Regions from separate parts of the Macaca mulatta genome. Here all the other regions are linked to region 3. The links are chromatin contacts, called in public Hi-C maps. All regions are on one chromosome and are shown on one strand. The core of a region is the stretch at or near the end of the contact, and the rest is flanking DNA. Distances in the headings are between cores, read along the strand shown.

Region 1 (3,898 bases), core at 1,384-3,883, 440 kb after region 3:
CTTTCCATTTCTCTGCTTACAGTCGAATTTCTCTCCCATTTCTGAGGGGGAAAGGGCCATTTACAGTGAGCATGATCAAGCCGTGATTCTGGCATTTCCTCACATCTGGTGAAACTGAGTCTCAGTAACTGGTTAAAGTAAAATACTGCAGGCCCTTTTATCAAATAAAGTTTACCTTAGAAATTAAATTATTCCTCTAAGTGAATTTTTGAAATACAGAGCACAACTGTATCTCTTTGCATGCACACACGTATATAAATGCATAGGAAAAAATTTGGAAGGGCATAACTTGAAGTGCATTTTTTTTCTTTTCTTTTCTTTTTTTTTTTTTTTGGAGACGGAGTTTCGATCTTGTTGCCCAGGCTGGAGTGCAATGGTGCGATCTCGTTCAATGCAACCTCCCCCTCCCGGGTTCAAGCGATTCTCCTGCCTCAGCCTCCTGACTAGCTGGGATTACAGGCATGCGTCACCACGCCCGGCTAATTTTTTTGTATTTTTAGTAAAAACGGGGTTTCAGCATGTTGGCCAGGCTGGTCTCGAACTCTTGACCTCAGGTGATCCTCCCACCTCGGCCTCCCAGTGTTGGGATTACAGGCATGAGCCATCGCGCCTGGCTTTCCCCTCCTCCCTCCCCGAGACGGAGTCTCGCTCTTTCACCCAGGCTGCAGTGTGGTGGCACGATCTCGGCTCACTGCAACCTCCACCTCCCAGGTTCAAGCGATTCTCCTGCCTCAGCCTCTGGAGTACCTAGGACTGCAGGCGTGCATCACCACACCCGGCTTTGTATTTTTAGTAGAGACAGAGTTTCACCATATCCGCCAGGTTGGTCTGGAGCTCCTGACCTCAAGTGATCCGCCCACCTCGGCCTCCCAAAGTGCTAGGATTACAGGCGTGAGCCACTGCACCCGGTCTGACGTGCCTATTTCTGGGGTGGATATATTAGTTGGATTATTTTAAGAGAAATATTTTCCTTTTTTTGAAGAAGTAAATAAACTGTATCCTGTTACACCTATTTTCTTTCTTTTTCTTTTTTTATGAGACAGGGCCTCAGTCTCGTCGCCCAGGTTGGTGTGCAGTGGTGTGATCACGGCACACTGCAACCTCCGCCTCCTGGTGATCTTCCCATCTCGGCCTCCCAAAGTGATGGAATTACAGGCATGAGCCACCACGCCCGGCCTACACCTGTTTTCTTCTATGAGTTTTTCACTAAATTCCATAGTGCTCCTAACTTTCATCTAATAAAGTATTCTACCACTGATATTTCCTATTATAACCAAATTCCCTGCTCTGTACAAAAACGTTTGTGGGTATAAATGATGAAATTCAGTTCACGGATCAAATCCTTCAGTTCTGTCACATTGTGAGAGGCCACTGTTGTGAAAGTAAAATAACTTGTGTTCTAGTTACGGCTCTGCTAAGAATACTCTGGGGGATGTCAGGAAGTCGCTTTATTTGTAAAATGATGAGTTAGACCAGAATAAATTCTCTGATAGAAGTTTACAAAGATGAATAAAGATTTATAGGCCAGGCACGGTGGCTCACGCCTAGAATCCCAACGCTTTCGGAAGTTGAGGGGGTGAGGATCCCCAGTGCACAGAAATTTGAGATCAGCCTGGGCAACCTAGTGAGACCCCTTCTCTACCAAAACTAAACAAATAAATAATAAATTTTAAAAATGTATTAGCTGGGCTTGGTGATGTACTGAGGTAGGAGGATCCCTTGAGCCCAGGAGTTCAAGGCTGCAGCGAGCCGTGATCATAGCACTGCACTATGGGCGATAGAGCAAGACCTTAGCTCTGGGGAAAAAAAAAAAAAGATTTAATAGATTTATAAATAAAGTCCATTCTACTGAGGGAAGTCTCTTATTCAGTTATGAACTGCTGCGAACCTCAAGGCAGGAAGGCAAATTTCCTTCAGTTCGGCAAACACGAAGATCCCACACCCGCGTCATCCGGGAAGAAGGCACTCCGAACCTCAGGCGCTCACTCGCCAGGTTTAAGAGGATGCGCAAATAATAAAAGTCCTCTCACCCAGGAAGCGTTTCACTTCCCTTAGCTGAGCCACACTCCAAGGTGCCGAAGCCTAATTGCTATCCACTCTCACCAATCCGTTACCAAAATGAGCATCTACCTGCCGCGAACGTGGCGGTGACACTACTACAGTTCCCAGCCTGCCTCCAGCCAGCCCTCGCCCGCCCCCACTCCTGGACTCCACAGGCCGTGACTTGTAGGCCCAGTCCACGGCTGGCGGCGGTGCGGGACTCCTGAAAACTGCTTCTCTTCCCTAGTAGGCGGTGAGACCGCAAATTCCAGCAGAATCCTACTCTGATACACTACTGCTTGCCCCGCTCTGAGTCGCATTCCCTCCTTCGGAGGAACCAACTCTCCTCCCGACGCTACTCCGACCTCTAAGATCCCTGAACGGGGCCACGCCCCGGAAGTGGAGTCAGGTCTCCAGGCCGCCCGCTGAAGTGCCTTCCAGCCACTCCAAGCGGGCCTGGGGCCGGCAGGGCGGGCTTGGGGGCGTGGCCGGGAGGCGGGCGGGGATGGATCAGCAGGCGCGGCGCTTGGGGCGGAGCCGCAGCGCGAGGCCGCGCATCTGGGTGGCGGCGGGGACGCGCCCGTGGGGAGAGGCGGCTGCGGCTGCGGCTGCTGGCGGGGGGTGGGGGGGAGGAAGAACCGGGAAGGGGGGGCAGGGCGAGCGGAGAGCTAGCTGTGTTCCTGAGGCGGCGGCGGCGGCGGCGGCGGCGGCGGCGGCGGCGGCGGCGTCTCCGACGGAGGAGGAGGGCGGGGAAGGAGGATGGAGCAAGCTGGGGGTTGGGGTTGGCGCTAGCCGCAGCGGCTCGCCTGGTACTGTGGGAGAGCGGCGGCTGCTCCTGGAAGTTGTGGTGTCGGGAGCCCAGCCGGTGCCGCCGCAGCCGCCGCCTAGGGCAGTGGGGAGGAGGAGGGAGCCGCGGGGCTTGGCGGGGGTCGGGAGGGAGGGACGTGCTGGGGAAACGAGCTGGGGAAGACGGAGCGGGCTCTGCGCCGGGCGGGCGGGCGGCGGGGGGGCCAGCGACCGCAGCCGGGGGGACGCGGGAGGATGGAGCAAGTGGAGATCCTGAGGAAATTCATCCAGAGGGTCCAGGCCATGAAGAGTCCTGACCACAATGGGGAGGACAACTTCGCTCGGGACTTCATGGTGAGTCTCTCCCCTCGCTGTCGCCTTGTCTCGCCGGCGCCGGAGCCCATCGCCGCCTCTCCCGGCCGGGCCGCCAGTGCTTTGTGTACCTCTGTGAGGAAAGGGGCGGAGGGGGCGCGCACCAGCCCGGTGGGCCGGGTGGTCTTGGAAGCCGGCGGGAATCGAGAGCGCCTCCCGCCGTGGCCTCCTTTCTTCTCCCATGTTCGCGACCCCCGCGCGGGCGCCCGGGGCGCGAAGGGAGCGGCCGAGCGGCCGAGCCTGCAGCCTGCACCGCGGCTCGCGACCACCTATTGTTTACCCGGCCGGGAGCCGGAGACTAGTGAGGTGCAGGCCGGGGGGTGCTCGCGTTTCCACATCTCCCCGCCCAGTCCGCTCCTCCCAGGAGGGTCGAGGCAGGGTATCTGGCTGTGACCGGGAGGAGTGCAGATCGTGGCTGACAGAGGAACGGGGGAATTGAGGTTGGCACTAACTCCTGGGATCCCTTTGCTTTAGCTGGTCTCAAAGCGGGCAAGGTAGGACTTCTGCCGTTTCTGGGGTCGCAATCATGATCTCCAACGCTTGGGAAAGGATTGTCCATAAGGAATCTCATGGGTTTACCTAATTTCCATTTACCCGCGTCCCGCTTCTCCTCTCTTGAGACCCAGGTTTAAGGTGATCTTGGGGTCCGGTTCAGGGGATAAGTGTGGGTGGGGGGGATTATCCTGAAGGAAACCGACTT
Region 2 (4,056 bases), core at 959-3,458, 340 kb before region 3:
ATTCTATTATAAGCAACAGAAAATGGACTAATACAGTAAGAGTAAATACAAATCTTAAAAAAAAAAAAAAAAAAAAAGCTGAATTATACCTAGTGCCAAAAGTGAAAGAGACCTTCCCCTTCCACTCCCTTTTCCTTAAAGCATTCCCTCATGCAAACTTGTAATTACAAATCCTTTGTTGGCCAGGTGAGGAGGCTCCATCCTGTAATTACAGCACTTCGGGATGCTTAGGCAGGAGGACTGCTTGAGCCAAGTTCAAACCAGCGTGGGCAACAACACGGTGAACACCTGTCTCTTTAAAAAAATACAAAAATTAGCCAGGTGTGGTGGTGTGCGCCTGTAGTCCTAGTTACTTAGGGGGCTGAGGTGGGAGGAGCCCAGGGAGGTGGAGGCTGTGATTGCGCCACTGCACCGAGCCTGGGTGACAGACTGAGTCCCTGTCTGAGAACAAAACTAAACTCCTTTTCCTGTTTCTTTGATACAAATGTAAATCTTTTTAAAAGCGAAATAAGCATTTGGCCAGTTTTACAGCCCAAGAAAGTCTTTCTTAAAAGCTTTGGAGCCTACTGTTTGGAGAAAGCCTACTCTTTGAAACCTACTCTTCCAGGAAGATAGAGCCCCAATCTCCCCAGCTCTGTGAGTTTTTAGCCTGGGCACCTGGTTCCACATCATAAAGACATTTTTACTTTTCCTCTGGATAAAGGCAATTAGATAACAACCACCCCAATTACCAGTAAATTTAGGATAAACTACACGTAGTGAATGGTACTGTCAAGTCATCTTACTTAAGGACAAATTAGTTTTTATCTTGAGAACACGTACGTAATACGAAATCGGTTCTATCTGTCCAGCTACACTTAAAGGAATTAGAATTCTTCTTGCTATCCCATTAGCAAATTGCCCGTGATGCTTGAGACAATCTAGTTTGTGCTTACTCAACAATGACGCTGTTTAGTTCTCTTCTACAATTGTGGACAGGAGTTTCTTGGATGGCAGATATGTTATTTTAAATTATTTCCCTAACGGCTTCCATGATGTGAAACATGCCTCTGGAGGGTTTTACCGTACCGATCAACTTTTGGACAGAAACCGAATCTGGCATTTGTCCGCTGGGAGGGTGTGTCTCGCGCAGACAACTGTTCCCATTTCCAAAACACACACCAGGCTGGGAGGTCTTGGACCACTGTGACTCCCAGGTACCTCCCCTCTGAGGCCGGGCCGAGCGCCCGCACAACTGCCCCTTTGACGTCCCTTCTTCCAGGACACTTGCAAGCAGAGCTTCACTTATGGCTCCGGGCCCCTCAACAGCCCTTCCACAATCGGCAGAATCCCTTTAATTACACAAAGGCCCGGAACAAGCTTTAAAGTGAGAGGCCATCAACAGGCTTTTAAGAAACCTAATCCTCCACTGTGGCGCAAAGCTCAGGCAGGAAAGCCAGGACAAGTTTTCATATCAGGATAGTGAACAAAGAATGGGCGGCGGGGGCGGCGCAGCACCATGCACCCACACAAGTACTGCCTCTCCCTCTAGCTCGGCTCCTCATCTTACCCCGAGGACACGCAAGCCACCACCCAAGCCCGGGAAGCCCCCCTGCCCAGTCCCCGCCCACCTGCCGGGCACCCCGCGGTCTCACCTGCAGACTTGGAAGGGCGCATCCCGAGCTCGCGGTCGCCCCGCCGCCGACCCCGGGTCAGTCTGTAAATGCAGTAGCAGGCGCCGGCGCCGAGGAGCAGGCCCGCCGCCACCCAGCCCGCGCCCCGGGGGCCACCCATTCTGCAGCCGCGGCAGAGCCGCCGCGCTGGGCCAGGGCAGGAGGCTCCTGGGGGCCAGCGCGGAGGTCTCCAGATCACGCGGGCCTAGCCGCCACAACAAACCGCGCGCGACCTGGATGTGGAGAAAGGAAATGGGGTCTGAGCTCCGCCTCCCGGAAACGGCTCAGCTCAAAGCCTATAACCGCCCACTCCAGCGCGGCGCCTCCCGGCGGCTTCTCCCAGGCGAGGCGGGGCGGGGCGCTGGACGCCAGGAGGGGAGGCTAGGACGGTGCGCCCCACGCGGAGACGCCGGGGCCCTGAACCCGGAGCCGAGCTTCCCGTCGCTTCTCCTGTGGCATGAAGCAAGCCTCCCTCCCTCCTGCCCCGGGCAGCGGAGCGAGGGGCGGTGCCGCGTCCAGCCCCGCCCCCTGGTTGCCAGGACAACGCCCGCACGCACCCGGCTCCTAGTCCCAGCGCGGGGAGGGTACCAGCGCAGCTTCTCCGTCAGGCCTTGGGCCATGGCCTCCCTACGCAATGCCAACCCGAGGCTGAAGAACTACTTCAAGGAGAACTATATTCCTCAGGTCTGCGAGGTACTGGACACGCGTGGCGGCGGACACGGACCGACGGTGGGGAATTAGAAGGGGGAGGAGTCAGGGAAGACGTCTCGGAGGAGGGACTAGGTTTAGGAGTTGAGGGAGGAGGGAGAAGGCGGGGCGGAATGCGAGAAAGTGAAGTCAAACTCGGACTTGTAGGCGATCTGGGCTGAAGATGCTGATCAGAGAGAAGACAGAGGGTGATGGTAGCTGCAAGTGGGGAATGGGTCACATCTCCCAGGGGAAATGAGCACAAGGCCCAGATCGGAAACCCCAAACTCAGCTTTTAAGGTTTGAACAAGAAGTGCCTGAGGAGTGGAGGAGTGAGAAAGAAATGCCAGAGAGGCTGAGGAGGAAAATCAGCAGACTGTCATTATGAAGAGTGTTGTCAGAAGTAGGGAGTAGGCTCTAGTCACCTAAGATAAGGACCTGGATTCTGCCCAAGGTGAGCCTGAGGTTTCCATGGAGCCGTGAGTGCAGAAAATAGATGGAGGTTAGCTGAGGGGAGAGTGGAAGCTGATACCTTTGGTCAGTGTAGTCAGCCCTTTGTGAAGGTAAGGACCCTCTCAACCGGGATTGCCTTTAGACAACAGGAAGGGCTACCCTTCCACCCCCATTGTAATAGGAGGGAAGGAAGACAGGAAGGGATAGATACTAGGTTTTGTAGGTTTTTGGGGGTTGGAAGCTGAGAACGTTTGCCTTTGTTGACCTCTTTTTTTCTCTACAAATAGTTGATGAGATATTTTCCAAGAATGTGCGTGTTTGAGTGGGGATGGGGCTGTTGGTGCAGTAGGAGGTTCGAGCAAAGATACGCTATGCGGGGAATGAGGAAGAGAGATGTCTAGGGAAGGAAAAAGGAGGTCCCAGCTGAGGGTAGTAACGATCCTAGGCGGTTGGGAGGGCAATTTGGTAGAGACCCCCGTCTCCTTTTTGGATGGCAATTGAGAAATATTTATTAAAATGTTAAATACATGTACCCTTTAACCAAGCATTTCCACTTCTAGGGATCTACTTTAGAGAAATACTTGCACATGTGTTCAGAAGGATGTACAAGGATGTTCATTATAACTTTGTTTCATAGTAGAAGTAGTAAATGACCTAGAGTGACTAAGCGAATGAGGTATTATGTAGAATAAAGTATATCTGTACCTACTAAGAAGAAATGCCCTCCAAGACATATTATTATTATCGAGACACGGGGTGTTGGTCTGCCACCCAGGCTAGAGTGTAGTGGCTCCATCCTAGCTCGCTGCAGCCTCAAACTCCTGGGCTCAAGCCATCCTCCCACCTCAGCCTCCCAAGTAGCTAGGACTACAGGCATACACCATATGGCTGGCTCCCAACACATATTATTAAGTAAAAAAGAAAAAGTGCAAGTTGCTTAGCAACTGTCCATTCTGCTCTAGCTATCTGATTTCATGTATGTTGTATATGTGTTTATGTGTACATATATGTGTGTGTATCTATCTTTAAGACAATAGTGCATGCATAGAACCTATGCCAAATTGTTAATAACAGATGTCTTGTGGAATGGTTTTGGGGGAGGAAACGGGGAATTCTAACTTTTTGCTCTACCCATAGCTGTATTGTTTTAATTTATTATAGTGAGTTTCATGTTGTACCTCTATACAATTGTGCTTGAAAATATGTAGGGAGAATGGTACCCATCTTCCCGGTTGTGTGATTTTTGTCAAGTAGCAGTCAGTAA
Region 3 (3,928 bases), core at 102-2,601:
CTGTGAGTAAGGGGAAATGTAGATGGACTGCCATACCATTGAATGAATTGTCAAGAAACTTCAACCTTGAAAAATAAGCCAGTTTGCTAATGACAACGGGATAAAGGAGAACACAAGCGGCTCCAGAAATATAATTTGACCTGGATTATACCAAATCATGTTTCCATTCGATGTATAAAATTTCTATAACAAATTTTTAGTTAGGCAACCTAATTTTTAAATACTACTCGGATACTCAAGAATAGAACAGAGGAAAAGGTGCATTTCCGAAGGTGCCAACTGTAAATTAGGTTTAGAAAGCCAGGACCAATTAAAAGTGCAAGTCGACCAAATTTAGTAAGTTCACTGTGCGTGCCCTGGGACCCAAACCCGTTTTCACTTCATTTCACTTGCCAAACTTCAGGGGCGCGTTCACCTCCACGAACGCCTGGGGGTCGATAGTGTCAGACAAAATGGCCATCTCCTCCAGAGCCTCGTCGTACTTCACCTGCAGGCCGTCCAGGCCCCGCGCGCTGCCCTCCACGCCACACACCGCGACCAGCACGCGGTCGCCATCCGGGTAGGTGAGGGGGTCCAAGGGCCTCACGGCCAGGTGGCACGGGAGCCGCGCCCGCAGCCGACCGAACGGGCTCACCTGCAGCGTCCACTCCTTTAGAGTCCGGCGCGCCGGGCCAGGCGGAGGGACCTCAGCCTCCGATCCGGGCCAGGGCTTGCCCCGACCTGAGCCGTACGGCCTGGCTTGGCAAGCCCAGGAAGCCCAGCGCCCAGTGCCAGCCCACAATCGGACCTGACGGAGACAGAGACGGAGGCAGCCAAGCTCCCAACCTGAGCAGGGGGCAAGCATGGCGCGCCCCTCTCTCCAGTCCTTAGAACACTTCAGCTACAGGGAGGGTCACTTGCCACGGCCAATCGACTTGGCCACTATGCCGCCTCAAGTCAAATAGGAGACGTCTGTCAGGGTTTGCTGAAGCAAGAGGGAGCCGGTTCGCTTGACTAGGCAATTTAAACATCAGCCACGCAAGCCCCAGAGGCAAGTTGCAATTTGAAAGCTCTAAACTCTGACCCGGACTCCTAGCCTACGCCCGCCCCTTTCGCTAAGGCGGACGGGATAGGTAGTTGTAAAGGGGTGGAACATCGCAGAGCTCTGGCATCTTAGAAACCACATATCCCAGGAGGCAATGCGCAGGGGAGCCCGGGTAAAAGGGCATGTGTTAGACTCCCTGGGAAAGGCGGGCGCCCTTTGCCTCAAGACCATTGGCTATTGGAGGGGCGGTACATAGGAGTCCAACTGGCCAATGGAAAGCACGAAAGGGGCAACGTGGGTAAAGCTGCGCGGTCACCTTGGATACCAAGGACGCGACTTCTTGTTTGGCGAGGGTGGAGCTTCGAAGTGAGACCCAGGAGGCCAAATCCCAAAAAGCCTAAAATAAGGATCAGGACCAAGGGAAGGGGTAAGAAACTGCGCTTTTTAAGATGACAACTAGGTGCAAACTAGGAGTAACCTCTGTGGGTGTCAAGACCCATGCTTCACTAACCTAGTGCAGGCGTCTCCAGGGGATAGAGAATGCCTTGGCAAGAGAGTAAAGAGCCTTTACTCTTGGTGCTTTTTGAGGGAATTGCCTCTTTGGAAGTGTATTCCCTCCTATATTTCAAATATAGGAATAGAGTACTGGCTCCTTCCTGACCCTAAGTGACCTTACTCTTTGGGTTTTAATTTGCTCACTTTAAAAATGAAGATAATAATACTTGCCTTGCCTTGCCTCAAAGGGTTTTTGTAAGGATCAAGTAAGAAAATGGATGGGAACGTGGTGCACAGTCTACAAAATTACCGTGTAAAGTACTGCATTTTTATTTCAACGTACTTAACATTGATTCTGAGTTACCAAGAAAATTATGAGAGATCAGAACTTGTTTTGAGAATAGCATTGATCTCTTTGACTACAAATGATCCTCAGTTTTAGAGTGTTTAAAAACAAAACAAAAAAAAGACACAAAAAAGGGAGTTACCATGGTGCGGTGGAAAGAACAGGGACAAGGGTCAGATTATTTTCCTGGCTCTGCCACTGCTTCATCTGTGTCACCTAGACCTGTTTCTTTAGTTTTAAAATGAAGAAAGATGGTTCTCAATGACCCTACAAGGGGTGTGTGTGTGTGTGTGTGTGTGTGTGTGTGTGTGTGTGTGTGTGTTTACCTTGTATAATTCTATGGGAAGTAAAGTAATGGGAACAGAAAGACTTATTTTCTTCTTTCCTGCCTGGTTTCTCTCTCCCCTTCTGTGCCGCTACTTCCTCCTAAAATTTATTCCCTAAATTATTTAGCCAAGACACCTGCAAACACTAACGTTTCATAAAATGCAAGTGCCTTAAAAAATTGAAGCTCTTGCCCAAGTACAATGACTAGAATTCCTGGGGCAATCGTGATAGACAGACTGGGCTAACGCCCTCCTGGGTACAAGTCTAAGGTACTCTGCCAGCCACTATCTTTTTAAAAATTCAGTGTTTTCTTAAGTTATGATTGCCTCTTTTCTGTCTTTCTAGTCCTTCTTCCCTCCTCATTCCTCCTTCAGTGAGGACTGACTCATTATAGGTGCTAGCTCAGGTTCAGCAAGGGCCCACTGCAATAGTTCTATTCTTGCCTTTGTGTTTCATTGGTTATAATTATTCAAAATAATCTTCAAACTATTTTTTAGTGAAAACTGACAGGTGTAACTTTGAAAAGAAATTTGAAAAAGGCACTGGTTTAAGGAAGTTGAGAATGTACTCAAATTTTCTGTAGAGGCACTAGACATTTTTAGATTAAATATTAATTCTTAATAGATAATTCTGTTTATATAGTAATTTTTCCTTTTCTGAGACAAACTAAGTTAATGGAATTGGCAACTGAACTATAATTTTCTATGTAGCATAATCATTATTTTACTTTTTCAAAAAACAAATAGAATTGATTGAAAATTGACTTTTCTGATCACATGAGGTTGAAAATGGAGAAAATTATTATTAAGATTGATATAAAATATTTAAAGTTATGGACATTTAAAAACAGTATAATGAGTATCAAATCTGTCCACATATAAACAGTGATTAATAAAAGTTATATCTTCCATCTATATGACATAGTTGTCAAACCATGTTCACATGCATCATCTCACTGCATCCTCGCTAATTAAGTGGGAAATTATTCTCCTCATACTATAGATGAGGAAACAGATTCAGAAACATTAAGATTAAGCAATTAGAAGATCTGGCCCTTTTATCACTCTACCAAAATGTCCTTCTATTTTCCTGACACCTTTGAAGAAAAAATGAAATTATTCACCTCATAAGTAGAAAATTATATACAACTTTTTTCTCCTTATTTAGAGTTTGTTTCTAAGATATTTTCACATCTTAGTTTTAAAAAGTCATTTCTGTGGTCATGAACATATACTTCTGGTAGGAGTGTTAAGTTAGTACAAAATTTTTAGAGTTCAATTCAGCAATAAGCATGAAAAACTTTTTCCATGACTCAGAAATTGTACTTTTGGGGATGTAAGCATAAAATTAGGGATACTCAAGAAATTACATTTTATAGGGTTACTTGTAAAAGAAAATAATTGCATCAATTTAAATGCTCCCTGGCCAGGTGCAGTGGCTCATACCTGTAATTTCAGCACTTTGGGAGGCTGAGATGGGTGGATCACCTGAGGTCAGGAGTTCGAGACCAGCCTGGCCAACATGGTGAAACTCTGTCTCTACTAAAAATTTAAAAAATTTGCTGGGCATGGTGACGGATGCCTGTAATCCCGGCTACTCAGGAGACTGAGACAGGAGAATTGCTTGAACGCAGGAGGTGGAGGTTGCAGTGAGCCACGATCACACCACTGCACTCCAACCTGGGCAGCAAGAGTGAAACTGTCTCAAAAAAAAAAAGTTAAATGCTCCCAAATAAG

What was found. A called contact is a pair of places that touch in the nucleus more often than the background predicts.
Region 1: a Hi-C map of fetal cortex germinal zone shows a contact between it and region 3, with 3 times the contacts expected there. The contact joins the promoter of PTPN12 here to the promoter of CCDC146 in region 3. A contact is called at or near these places in 2 of 14 Hi-C or Micro-C datasets (fetal cortex germinal zone and fetal cortical plate).
Region 2: a contact with region 3 is called in a Hi-C map of fetal cortex germinal zone, with 2.3 times the contacts expected there. The contact joins the promoter of FBXL13 here to the promoter of CCDC146 in region 3. A contact is called at or near these places in 5 of 14 Hi-C or Micro-C datasets (blood, fetal cortex germinal zone, fetal cortical plate and 2 more).

The regions. Positions count from the first base shown.
Region 1 is chr3:141,999,358-142,003,255 of T2T-MMU8v2.0, reverse strand. It overlaps PTPN12 (protein tyrosine phosphatase non-receptor type 12), which reads left to right and starts at 2,633. Exons shown (of 18, transcript XM_015134192.3): 1 at 2,633-3,180. The coding sequence starts at 3,082.
Region 2 is chr3:142,776,361-142,780,416 of T2T-MMU8v2.0, reverse strand. It overlaps FBXL13 (F-box and leucine rich repeat protein 13), which reads left to right and starts at 2,208. Exons shown (of 21, transcript XM_015134552.3): 1 at 2,208-2,345. The coding sequence starts at 2,271. ARMC10 (armadillo repeat containing 10) reads right to left here and starts at 1,897. Exons shown (of 6, transcript XM_001086049.5): 1 at 1,635-1,897. The coding sequence starts at 1,773.
Region 3 is chr3:142,435,152-142,439,079 of T2T-MMU8v2.0, reverse strand. CCDC146 (coiled-coil domain containing 146) reads left to right here and starts at 1,351. Exons shown (of 17, transcript XM_077997122.1): 1 at 1,351-1,451. It overlaps FAM185A (family with sequence similarity 185 member A), which reads right to left and starts at 1,060. Exons shown (of 9, transcript XM_028846143.2): 1 at 394-1,060. The coding sequence starts at 844.